Linked DNA regions of Hordeum vulgare: region 1 is linked to region 2. The links are chromatin contacts, called in public Hi-C maps. All regions are on one chromosome and are shown on one strand. The core of a region is the stretch at or near the end of the contact, and the rest is flanking DNA. Distances in the headings are between cores, read along the strand shown. Region 1 holds the start of LOC123436386 (WEB family protein At3g02930, chloroplastic-like). Region 2 holds the start of LOC123436354 (protein SAMBA).

Region 1 (6,879 bases), core at 2,327-4,826, 650 kb before region 2:
ATCTTGGATGTCGCTTTTGTTTCCATGAAATGCACCTTTAATCCATGTCGAAAGTCCACCTTTCGTGTCTGCCTTAATATCTTTCCATTGATCATACGAGATAACCTCCGGTTGAAGATTAATAGTGTACGAAGGCCTGATAAAGCACAAGACAACTGAGCAACCATTTAAGGGCAGCAGAGCAAAAAGAAATTTGTCATGTACAGAGAACTAACCTGCAGTTGGGATTTGGCAGTACAACTCTTCCGTTTACAATCCCATTAGGCAGTGTTGCTCCCCTCTGCTCCAAGTATGATTGAAGATTGGCAGCTATCCTACTGACTTCTAGTACCTATGAGAACAAAATTCAACAAATGAATTGACAATAATACAACTCGTACCATTTTGGTTATTATATTACAAACCAGTGATGTGCAGGAATCAAACAAGAAAAAATAAACTAATAGAGTCATTTGAGTTTTGATTGTGAATATTCCTTTTTCCAGCTTCGAACTTAAGTCTGGTGTGGAACTGCAATGATCCTATTATTCAGAACACAATAACAAGTACTCCCTCTGTAGTGATCTAAACAGTCTTATATTAGTTTACAGAGGAATACTAACTCTGTAAACTAATGTAAGATGTTTTATACCACTATTTTAGTGATCTGAAACGCCTTATATTAGTTTACAGAGGGAGTACAAACTATCAAGTTCATGTTCATTGTCATGAATTACCCCTCAGGAGGTAGCAACAATATACTACTTGGTAAGGCAACAGTTGCAAAACACTAGGTTCAATAATTAACAGGTTATTACAACAACAATTCTGGAATGCTTAAGCAAAATGGAATGTTCAAATTACGTACCGGGTTAGGAATAACCTCCTGCTTGTGCTTCTTTTCGGTGTACCAGTTACCATCCTTGTCAACCTCAACAAAACCAGAGAGATTGTTGATTAGCACCACCATGACCTCCCTGTCACCAAAAAAGCTTTAGATCCTTGCTTTCAAGTTTAAACCATGCGACAGTTCAGTCAGTCGTATTAGCTGACAACGATATAATGAATACATTAGTTGATATGTAAGATCTGTTGATGCAGTCATTCACATCAAAGCCCGTATGATTGAGTACATGAGATTACTAATACTAAGTATGTATGTTACACCAGCTAAACACAACATTCAACAAGCACAGGAGATACGGACAGATACATGAACAGATCCGTATGAAACGATGGAATAGGATATGAGCAGCATCTGTTCTAATATCCAGCACTATTCGCTAACTAGAACTACGTGACGAGAACGGTGTGTGGGTGGTTGCGGGCTGACCTCTTGGTGACGAGAACGACGTCGACATGCTGGCGCGCACCGGCGTCGGGGTCGGGGATGCGGAGGCCGACGAAGCAGCGACCGCCATAGAGCTTCTCGAGCCTGGAGCGGAGATGGAAGGGGTTGATCGTTAGGGTTTACCTGGGGGGACTGAAGGAGGGGGTGGGCTGCAGAGACGGGTACCTGGCTGCGACGGCGAAGCAGAGATCGGAGTGGGAGGAGTCAAGGTCGGCGAGCTGGTCCAGGCCGTCGTCGGAGAAGAAGACGGCGCGGATGAGCTTGTAGGCCACCAGGCCGCACAGTATCTCGACCCACATGGCCGCCCGCCGCGGCGATCAATCCACGACACCGACCAGAGGAGGGAAGGGGCGGTGGAGGAGGCGGTGGTGCTTCGCTTGAGCGAAAGGCGGAGGCGGTTCGGACTTTTGAGATGGGTCGGAGGGTTGGAGAAGGGGATCTAATTATCAGTCTTCTTCTCTGCAACTAAAGGGAAAATGGCAATTTCTTCTTCCTTCTTTTTTCCCCTGTCCTAGTTATAATTTTCAGAACAGACCGGTTTTATTTCTGAATAATGCAGAAAACCTTAGTTTTTTCTTCCGAAGATAAACCTTAGGCCGCGTTTGGCTCCGTTTCTCACCGGTTTAAGATACAGACCTAACCCCGTTGTTTTTATTTCGGGGACAGCTAGGCGTCCACCGATGGATCCGTATTAATTATCCATCACGTGACTAGCCGTTGGATGTATGCGTGCGCAGCTGTCCGATGTACACACATCCTGCAACAACGTTTCAGTTGCCGAAACTAGCTCGTTGTTTCGGCCCCGACATCGCACGTTCGATGTACACGCGCGGCCGCCTTTTCCGATCAAATACATCCTGAAACAACGTTTCAGTTGCTGAAACTAACTCGTTGTTTCGGCTCCAACATTGCACGTCTGATGTACACGCGCGGTCGCTCCTCCGATCAAATACATCCTGAAACAACATTTCATTTGCTGAAACTAGCTCGTTGTTTCGTCCCCGACATCGCACGCCTGATGTACACGCGCGGTCGCTTCCCTCGATCAAATGCATCCTGAAACAACGTTCCAGTTGCTGAAACAAGCTCGTTGTTTCGGCCCTGACATCGAGCGGCCGAACGGTGTTCTTCACTTTTGCAATATAGGTAATGTTGCGAAAACATTTGCATCAGAGGTCATGCCGCAAAAACTTCTGCAACAAAGGTCATGTTGCAGAAAACTTTTGCAACATAGGTTAGGTTGCATAATTTTTTTCTTTGTATTTTTGCAACACATATACTATTGCGGAAGAAACTTTTGCAACAAAGATCATGTTGCAGAAAACTTTTACAACATAGGTCTGGTTGCAGAATTTTTATTTCTTCGTCTTTTGCAATGTAAGTACTGTTGTGGAAAAAACTTTTGCAACAAAGGTCATGTTGCAGAAAACTTTTGCAACATAGGTTAAGTTGTAGAAAAAAACTTCGTCTTTTGACAACAGAGCTGATGTTGCAAAAACTTGTCTAAATTACAGCCGTCGTTCACCGCTATAGTTAGCAACACAAGATAAAATAAAAAAATGCACGTCATAGGCAAGAGGAATGACAGACTATGCATGCGAGCGTCAGAACGTGCCTGACCAAGCATGGATCAAGCGATCCAACGGCTGCGCGGGTGGCGGAGCTCTCCGCGATCAACCGGTAGAGAGTTAGCGTTTTCCTTTTATTTCACACAGAAAACAAAAAATGACCGGTAACTTACACCTGTAAAATAAATACAGGTGTAAAAAATTACAACCATTTCAAACAGGGCCTTAGAGTTGTTCACTGGTTTTCCTCTCTCTCTTTTTTCTTGAATTTTCACGGGAGGAGAGTTTCTCCCACCTGAATATATTGATCAAAGTGGGGTCTTCCTCTCTTTAGATGCTAACGTTTCATCTTTCTTTTTCTTCCATTTTATAATAAAGTTCTTCAGATGAACGCCGAATTCATTATAGCATCTCTGAAAACAATGTAAAATAAGGCACTCAAAATCAGTATTAGAGCACCAAAAAAAATATTAGGCATCAGAAAAGTTCCTGCCGTAGTAGATTGATGTAGAAAAGTTTCTGCCGTAGTAGATTGATGTAAAATAGCGTACTCAATTGTGTTTCTTGAGGTTGATGTAAAATCTCTATGAGCATTTTTTAAAGACAGAACCGGTATATCATCTTAAGATTGACGAAGCCATCATAGACGTCTCATAGTCGACGAAAACGTTGAACACGCTGAACACGCATAGTCAAAAAATTTAAAATAAATCCATGAATAATACGAGCATCATCATCTAAACCCTCAAGGGCTGGGATACCATCTGTCCTACTCCTGTTGGAGATGCTCGTAGCATGCTTCTTACTTCGAGTCAGTTTTTTTTAGAGAACTTGGAGTCAGTTAAGTTAGAGCTAAGTATGCGTGTATGTCAGCGAGCGAGAATAACGCGTGCGCGACGGACCACAGGTGGGTGGACCTTAAGCGCCAAGCAATCGCCCATCAGCAGCAAGGAGCGAAAAGGAAGAAGAGAGGATCGTCAGACGATTGTTTTTCCTTTTTAAAAAGAAATGCTTTGGGCCTATTTTCTTATCAAAACTAGATTGGGGCCCTTCCGACAAACAAAGCTGTTCGGCCTGTGAGGGTAAGATTTAATTGGGCTTGAAGTTAGAAACAAAAAAAGATTTAATTGGGCCTCATAGGCTGACTTGTATCTGGAGGTTGGTGACGCGCACGACAGCATCCGTTTCATTCACTGATGAGCGTAGGATGGACGTGCAGGCGAGTGCCATCCCAGACCGCCGGCACCCAAACATGCATACCACTCTGTCTTCTTCACCATCTCCTCCTCCTACTTGTTCAGTCTCACGCCCGTCATCCTCTCGTTCATGCACATGTCCTCCAGCTTCGGTTGGCTCCAAGCAGCTAAGAAGCTAGCGCGAGATTGCGAACTTCAACAAGGGGCTAGCTGGCTTAGCCTTGTTGCAGTCCAAGCTCAAGGTTGCTTCTGCTTTCTGGCACTACTCGACGATGCTCGCATCCAAGCCCAAGTAAGTGATTGTTCTTGTCCATCTCCATCTTCTGCATTTTTGAGGCCTTGAGATGTCCAGTTTTTTATTTTTATTTTCCGTCCTCAGCATAGTTCTCTACTCTCAAATTCAGTCGTTCAGCTCCCCCAACGAAATTTTCATGCTCCTTTTTGTAGATATTCCTTCAATGAAATCTCATACAAATTACCAAAAAACTTCCAATGTAGCAGTAGTAATTTTTGATAGAAATTGTGCATGATCTAACGTCTGGTATTGCTGAAATTAAAGCAGGGCAAGTCTGCCTGAACCTTCCAACCACAAGGAACCAGCTAATTCCAGTTCCGGTTCCAACTACAGCAGGGCCCATGCTTCAGCACCTAGAGTGAGCAGGCTAGCCAAACCTGCTGCAACTGCAGGATCAAGCAAGCAAGCAGCAGAGGCCAGGGCGCCTTCCCCGTTACACAATGCTGCCCGTGCTGCCGCCGCCGCTCCGCTCGACAAGTCCGTCGATGCCGCCCAGAAGCCATCACCGGGAGAACGCCGATCGAACTTCAAGGCATCGCCGCACCGTACCTCTACTACTCCCGACGTGAGAGAACGAAACACAGACAAAAGAATCATGTACATTTGCCAGTCCATTCATGCACCTCGTGACTGATTTTCTTGTGTTTCCAGAGGCAGCCGAGGGTCGCCAAGGCGTCGGAGCTGCAGGCACAGCTGAACCTCGTCCAGGAGGACCTCAGGAACGCGAGGGAGCACCTGGCCAACATCGACAGGGACAGAGCCCAGGTCCATGGCGACCTGGTGCTCACCAAGACGCTGGCCGACGAGGCCTACCAGAAGCTCGAGGAATCCCTGGCCGCGCAGCGGCGAGCCGAAGAGGCGCTGGAGCTCGAGAGGTTCAAGTCCGTCGAGCGGGAGCAGGCGAGCATGGAGCTCGCCCGGAGGAAGGAGGAGGAGTGGCAGCGGAAGCACGCCGACATCACGAAGCGACATGCCCAAGACGTCAATTCCCTAGCTAAGGCGACCAAGGAGCTTGAGAATGCCATGGGTGAACTGGCGGTGACCGCCCAGGCCAAGAACTCGGCCCTCAGCCGTGCCGACGAGGCCGAGAAGACCACGCAGGGAATTGCAAAAAGGATGGAGATCCTGATGGCTGAGGTGACCCGGCTCAAGTCTGAGATGGAGAGCAGAGAAAAAGGAGCAGAAGAGATCATCGACAAGCTGCGGTCCGAAGCCACAGAGCTGCGAGCTGAGCTCCAGAGAGCAATGGCGTTTCAGGAGAAGCTGGTCAGAGCAGAAGAAGTGGTTGAGGGGCTCAAGATCGACATTGCGTACGCCAAGAGGGCAGAGATGGATGCAGACCAGTCGGCGCAAGGGTGGAAGAACAAGGCAGCGGCGCTGAACGATCGCCTAGTGGCGATCACGTCACTGAACAAATCCAATGAGGAGGCACTGGCGTCCCTGACAAAGAGTTTCCAGGAAGCACAGTCGCAGCTCCTCCAGCTGACAGAGAAGGCTGCGGCATCAGAGTGCGAAGCGAGCCAGTACAAGGAAGGATTCCTCGAGACCAACAGGCGTCTCGACATCGTGAGGAAGGAGGCATCGGACCTGCAGGCCGCCATTGACAGCCTGAGGTCTGAACACGAGCTACTGAATGAGGCACATCGGCAGGTTGTCAGCAACGAGAAGGCGGCCAGCTCGCAGATCAGCATCCTCGGTGGAGACAAGGTGAGGCTTCAGCAGGAGCTTGATGAGGCCAGGGAGGAGAAGAACAAGGCCAAGAAAGGTGTCGAGGACGTAGCAGCTGCTCTACGTCAAGTGTCAGCAGAAGCAAGAGAAGCCAAGGAGAGGGTCCTGGCAAAGCAGACCGAGCTGGATCATGCACAGCTTCAGATATCCGAGCTGAAGACGACGACAAAGAATGCAGGAGACAAGCACCAATTGATGCTTCATGAATCCAACTGCCTGAAGGAAAAGGTTGAGATGCTGGAATCAGAGGCCAAGAATGCAAAAGAGAATTACGAGTTGATTCTTGATGAATCCAACCACCTCAAGAAAACAGTAGAGAGGTTGGGTTCAGAAGCCAAGATTTTACAGGATGATCGGGTGTCGAAGGAGGTCAGGTTTGCGGAAATGCTCAGGAGATCAGAGGAGGAGGCAAGCTATGTCAGGTCAGAAATGAGCAAGCTCATGGAGTCGCTTGCAGCTGCAGAGACGGAACTGCAGAAGCTCAAGGCAGAGAAAACACAGCTGGTTCATCAACTGGAAGAAGGATCTGAGCGTACCGCGATGGATGCCCCAAGCTCAAGTGCAAAACAATCAATGGTGGCCGAGAGCTCACACCTCAAGGATCTGCTGTCAATCAAGGAAAAGGAGGTGCTTGCTTTGGATCATCAACTCACTGAGCTGCGACTCAGAGAGGTGGCCGCTCTGGTGAAAGCCGACGAAGCCTCAAAACTGATGGATGCCCTAAGATCGAGTGCTGAACGATCAATGGTAGCCGAGAGCTCA
Region 2 (6,373 bases), core at 2,887-5,386:
GAAAAGTGAGCAGGATAGCATAAGCATTTTGCATTGCAACTGTATATTTCATTTTTCTGCCGCTCTAACTACATGTTTTGAATGATGTCCTATTTTCCTTCACTAGAGATTTGATCAATACTGGGACTGTGGTCTTCTTTTTGTCCTTTGCACTCTGTAGAAATAGTGGCGTTCATGATTTCATAATATGGATAAGGTACAATTTTGTTTTGAGGTTAGAATTTGGAGCACACATAACACATGATGCAGTATCATCTTCGAGTTCATCTGAAAATTCAACTTCTACTGGGGTAAACAAATCCGATAGATGCCGCCGGAGCAATGGTGCTTGCTTCGTTGTTTGGCCTATCGTAGATGATGTCCTCTCTGTGTTGCTGGCACGAAACACATGTTGTGATCAACTTTTTTCAGCATTTCACTATGTACATACTTAACCTGAAATAGTTATATCAAGCATTGTCAAGGAAAATGTACTTCCCTATTGCATCAGAATCAGTACCAGTTAATCAGCATTGTTAAGTCTGTTTATGATTCTTCTGTTTTAGAAGCTCGAGTTACAGGAATCTTTGGTTTGCATTCTACCAAGGCACATGAATTTCTGTTGCCTACCCATTTCTCTTTTTTTGCGACTGTTGTACTTGACGTGTAGTGAATACTGTAATGTGCAGCCCCTTTGATATAGAAAAGCAGCACAGTGACAAAATAGAAAGAACTTGTACAGCACAACAAAAGCCGTCTTTGGTACACTTGTAAATCAAGATGCAAAGGCAAGGACAACTAAACACAATTTTTGTATGAACGAAATTGGAAACAAGGCGGGAAAGTCCAAGTAAGGATTTGCTTAAATCCTCAAAGCGTCAAAAAAATAAAAATACAGACACCACACAGCAATGTTTCCTTCAACATAATCATTTATTAAAGGTCTATCAGCAACTTCAGAGGTAAGAGAAGAGCTGCAGCAGTTCAAGTTACTCCTTTTAGTTCCGATGGAGAGAAGACCTGCGCACAAAAATTGAAGGGTCAGTGTTATGGTCTACAATAATATACTGACACGGCTCCACTTTGTTCCAATGCATTTGCAAGGAAGAAAATAAATAAAATTAATTACCAACAGATGAGGTAAATTAATCGGCATAGATAACATTTGATAAATTTCAAATATGGTCAGCAAAGCCAGGGAGATGTTTTTTCACGTTCACAAATATAAGATGTTTAACTTTTTTTTGATTCGGATGTATAGACGCATTTTAGTGTGTTTGATCACTCATTTCAGTCCGTATATAGTCCATATTGAAATATAGAAAACATCTTATACTTGTGAACGGAGGGAATAACAAATAATATGTGCAACAAAATTTCTTGCATTCTGATGGTAACAAAACTATATTTAATAAAGGCATGAGAATATGCTCTGATAAAATAATATGTGCAACAATAATATGTGCAACAAAATATTCTGATGGTAACAAAATATAGAAAACATCTTATGCTCTGCAATTTTCTTTATTAATTCCTTGCATGAGAATATGCCAGAGGCTTGAGCTGTGGAAGATGATGCTCTCAGTATAAAATCAGATACATCCTCTTACTGTCTCTTACATTGACTTTAAGAATCGGTAACAAATGAACTCAGACAGCAGTCCTTCAAGTAAGTTAGATAACAGGATAATGTGTAGGACTGGGTGTTCGGTCTAACCGTACCAATCGGTCCGGTTCTTCGGGCATCAAAGAAATTCGATACTGCCATAACTGATGACCGATTGGTTTCTCCAGAGATGCGAAACCGAATGTTTTTGGCACCGATGATTCGGTTTGGTCATCGGTTTTAACCGAAGAGGATCCAATCTATTCGAAGAAACTGGAGTAAAATCATAAGCAAAAAAATGGAACAGCCGAATAGGAATCAATCAGGATATCCAAAGCACAAAGGGGTTGGGGGAGGAACAGTAGGAGCAAGATATCGTCGCCGAATATGAAGGAGGATTGTCGTAGGTAGTCATGGTCGCTGGCGGCTGCCGTCCGCACCATGGGGGTCGCCCAGCCGCCGATTGCCGGTAATGCACGAGGTGCATGGGCAAATGGTGGCTGCGGCGGCGGGTTGATAACTGGAGTGTATCAGGGTTAGGAGGCGGCGTATGTTTGGATTGATGTGTAGCTGGCAAAGGGATGTGTGGCTGGAAAAGGGATAAGTGGTCACATTCTGTTTTTGAGCGGGCACGTGGATGTGTAGAGCTGCTACTAGAAAGTCTACTGGGCTTAGTTGCGTGGGCCTTTGTGCACCAATTAAGTTAGTTCAGTCAACCGAGCTCGATAACCGATCTCATCGAACTAAATTCGGTTCATGACATTTGCTAGCCAAAGTAGCAACCGAAGTTTCTTTCTCCAGTTCTTGTTTTTTTTTGCCCACCCCTAATAATGTGTGGGCAAATTTGGGATGAAGTAAGCTTTCTAGTTGTTTCAACTGTTACAAAGTAACCTGTAAGTGTTTTCAGACATTAAGTGTACTCATTTACCCAGACCAAGTAGCAGAGTGTGCCACAGCAATCCAGCTTACCAACTATTCTGGTGAACAATGAATTATGACAAGGGCTCATAAAATTATGAACCTATCATAATCTGATCCAGGGGAGTATGATCACAAGAACCAAAAATAATACTCCCTCCGTCCCGAATTACTTGTCTTAGATTTAGATAAATCTAAGACAAGTAATTTGAGACGGAGGTAATAGTTGTCTAGCTATCACTACACACACTACTATCAAGACTATTTCCGAGAAAGTTCATCCAGGGTCAAGACCTTTCCTTAATAAGTCAAAATCCCGTGTTTTTCAATTTCAGACTTCATGTAGGTCTTGATTCGATATTAGGTTCAGGCAAGGCAAGAAATAGGCCAACAGCAGTAGAGAGAGGCTGAGAGGTGAGGGGACACATAAGGTTGAGAGGCTATGCTTGCACTTTCACACATATCCGCTTTTCTGACCCACGTTTGTTCTGGGATGTGGCTTTAGTCGATTAACTAGGCGTTTGAATGAGGGATACTTCACTGGGAAGTTTTACGATTTAATACCCCTCATTTCCGTTTCATGAAAAGCATAGTAGTTGTTGTCCGTCAAGAGGAAAACATCCACTTCGATACAAGTTGGAAAGAACAGTAGCAGAGTACTCCCAAGCCCTAGTTGGAAAGAACAGTTTGCACGCCCAGTCGTGCTGTCAAGACAAACACCCTTCCAGTTGTTCAAACCCCTTATAAACCAAAAATGATTCCTATGCATGTGCTAATGTTTGTTGTTCTACTACTACACCATTCCCAGGTTCCCAACCATCTAAGCATGGTAATGTGACCAATCCAGAGTTCCAGACAAAAATCTGAAGTTAGTGCATGTAACAGGGTGATGTACACATTTATTTAAGATTAATCGGCACCGAAAGCTGCATCGCACATACAAAATAACTAGGATTCTTCTTAGCATAACAAGCAAGCAGCCTGACCTGTCCATTCCAGGAACAGCAGGAGAAGCAGCCGAGCTACTCCTCGACCTCGACCACCTTCTTGGGCTCTGCGCGACACCAAACAACCAAACCATATCAGCCAGTGGAACAGACGAGACCATAGCCTGCAGGCAGAGGAGGACTCGGGTGGGAGTAGAGTACCGTGGAGGTCCGCCGGGCGGTGGTCCTTGCCCCATCCGACGCCGCGGGTGGACTCGAGGTACTGGTCGACGAGGTGGCGGCACTTCTGGTGGTGGTTGACGCCCTCGATCCGGTAGCACCAGCGGAGGCGGTCGCGGATGATCTTGGCGGTCTCGATCTGGATCCACTTCTCCCGCACCAGGTGCTCCCTGTACTCCAGCATCGCCACCGGGTCCCCATACGGGTTCTTCGGGTCGAAGTCATCCGGCGGCCTCTCGTCGAACTCGACCTTCGCCTTCCGCACCATCTCCGGTCGTCTCCTGCTCCGCCTCCGCCGCCGGCCTCTCTCCTCCCTTCTCTCCTTGCCTGGGGTGGATCTCGTCGTGGGGATTGGGGAATGGATGGAGAGAGTGAGACGAACAGATGGCTTCCCACTTACAGTAGCAACCCGGCCCATTTATATGGCCCATCCACACGGCCCACTTCGCGGGGCCGTATAATTCGTTGCCTGACCAAGTGACCCACCCGCACGGAAGGGCGCCGCGTTTCAAACGAGGCCGATCTCCGATGAGCTCTCCGGCGAGGTCGACCGTCTCGGCGGCGAGCGCGGGAGGCGGGATCGCGCTCTCCGCTGCCGACGACCTCGCCGACTCGATTGACGCGCTCTACCGCAAGGACGAGGCCATGACCGGTAAATCCATCCCCCTCGGCACCTCCCAAGCCCTAGTCCCCTTCCCCTTTTAGACCTCCTCCGCTCAGTTAAGCAGTGGAATTGGTCTGGCTGCTTCCCCCGCAGAGCTCAAGTCGGAGGTCATGGAGGCGCTGCAAAAGGAGGTCAGGTCGCTCGACGACAACAGCTGGATGTTCGCCGCCCCGCGCTCCCGCATCAACCTCGTTTCCAAGCGAGGTAACAGCACCATAAATCTCACTCAAATTCAAAATCAGCATAAGATTTTATGGTTGATTATGGATTACTGTTCGAATTGATATTGTGTGTGATACGGTCACAAGAGTTTATGTTTGTTTCCGGCTTGGGATGAGCTTTTCAGGTGGTTACCTGCCCCAGCAACAGGGGAAAATTGCGGAGTTGGATCAAGCGGCCAAGAAGACAAGGAACTGCTAGGGATTATAGGATTTTCCATCCAGGCTGTGCTCCTAGGGGCTGTCATCTGATTCCAGACACCTGGAGTTGCATTCATCTAAATCATTTCCAAGTACATGCTAGGATATTTAGGTGACCCAAGTGTGCTGCTGTTGCTCATAAGTCATAACTTATTTAAATCAGTTTCAGGTACATGCTATGCTTTACATTTAAGTAATCCAATTGTTATGATGATGTTCATGACTTGTGCCTTTTGCACCAAATCCTTGCAAATTGATCCCAAAAATTTTTCTCAGATAAATCTTGAGATACAGTGTGTTGACTTTGTAGGTGAAAATGTAAAATATTGATAAGCACATACACTTTCATTATCTTTGATCTTCAGTCTTGACCAGCAATATATAGTGGTATCAATATCTATTTTATCGCCTGTGAGTTGAACTTTAGAAAAGAGATTAACTGTGGCATTTTGTCCTAGAATACAATAGACTGGTAGTAGAAAAAATGCAAGGTATATTTTCTTCTTGGTCAACTTGGTCATCCTTTTTGTATGGGATTGTTTCATAGCTGTTTGTGATCTTATTCATGCCTGGCTGGCGGCTTCCTCTTATATGCATCTAATACGTGATTCCAATTGCTAATTCTTTGTTCATCCTTCAAACAAGAGAATGTCCTAAAAACACATTATTACCTGAACACTTCTGAGTTGATCTTCAATCTGATAGCCCAACACGGTACACTTTGATGTTGCAGCGGATTAACTTTTGACCCAAATGAAGAATATAGGTCGGTTTTCTACTCAAAGCTAGACGGTTGAAAAATATCTTTGCACCCATGATATTTCTGGGGTTTTGCCATAACAGCAGGCTTTTGTTTTTCTCCCAAGTATACAAGGAGATATCCCATGGTGTATGCTCTTTGCGGATGATGTGGTGCTAGTCGATGATAGCCGAACGGGGGTTAATAGAAAGTTAGAGTTATGGAGGCGGACTCTAGAATCGAAAGGTTTTAGGCTTAGTAGAACTAAAACTGAATACATGAGGTGCAGTTTTAGTGCTACTAGGCATGAGGATGGAGAGGTTAGCCTTGGTGGGCAGGTGGTACCGGAGAGAGACACGTTTCGATATTTGGGGTCCATGTTGCAGAAGGATGGCGATATCGATGAAGACGTGGGCCACTGAATCAAGGCTGGGTGGATGAAGTGGCGCCAAGCTTCTGGCGTACTCTGTGACAAGAGAGTGCCACAAGCTAAAAGGCAGGTTTTATAGGACAGCTATCCGACATGCGATGTTGTATGGCGCGGAGTGTTGGCCAACCAAGAGACGACATATCCAACAGTTAGGTGTAGCAGAGATGCGCATGTTGAGATGGATATGTGGCCACACAAGGAAGGATCGGATACGGAATGGCGATATACGAGAGAGACTTGGGGTAGCACCGATTGAAGAGAAGCTGGTCCAGCATCGTCTCAGATGGTTTGGACATATTCAACGGAGGCCACCGGAAGCGCCGGTGCATAGCGGACGGATAAAGCGTGCTGAGAATGTTAAGAGGGGCCGTGGTAGACCAAACTTGACATGGGAGGAGTCCGTTAAGAGAGACCTGAAGGTTTGGAATATCGACAAAGACTTAGCCATGGAC

Evidence for each region. Hi-C and Micro-C count contacts between places; a contact is called where the count stands out from the background.
Region 1: a contact with region 2 is called in a Hi-C map of leaf, with 4 times the contacts expected there. The contact joins the promoter of LOC123436386 here to the promoter of LOC123436354 in region 2. A contact is called at or near these places in 2 of 6 Hi-C or Micro-C datasets (leaf and seedling) and 1 of 1 datasets of contacts at active chromatin or transcription factors (embryo).

What each region holds. Positions count from the first base shown.
Region 1 is chr1H:357,057,170-357,064,048 of MorexV3_pseudomolecules_assembly, reverse strand. LOC123436386 (WEB family protein At3g02930, chloroplastic-like) reads left to right here and starts at 3,576. Exons shown (of 3, transcript XM_045115628.1): 1 at 3,576-4,386; 2 at 4,657-4,954; 3 at 5,041-6,879. The coding sequence starts at 4,367. LOC123436428 reads right to left here and starts at 1,812. Exons shown (of 7, transcript XM_045115630.1): 1 at 1,496-1,812; 2 at 1,313-1,414; 3 at 848-956; 4 at 216-331; 5 at 1-136. The coding sequence starts at 1,629.
Region 2 is chr1H:356,411,440-356,417,812 of MorexV3_pseudomolecules_assembly, reverse strand. It overlaps LOC123436354 (protein SAMBA), which reads left to right and starts at 4,136. Exons shown (of 3, transcript XM_045115625.1): 1 at 4,136-4,321; 2 at 4,427-4,537; 3 at 4,680-4,972. The coding sequence starts at 4,198. The coding sequence ends at 4,753. It overlaps LOC123436338 (NADH dehydrogenase [ubiquinone] 1 beta subcomplex subunit 10-B-like), which reads right to left and starts at 4,057. Exons shown (of 3, transcript XM_045115624.1): 1 at 3,652-4,057; 2 at 3,490-3,557; 3 at 696-999. The coding sequence starts at 3,937. The coding sequence ends at 3,526.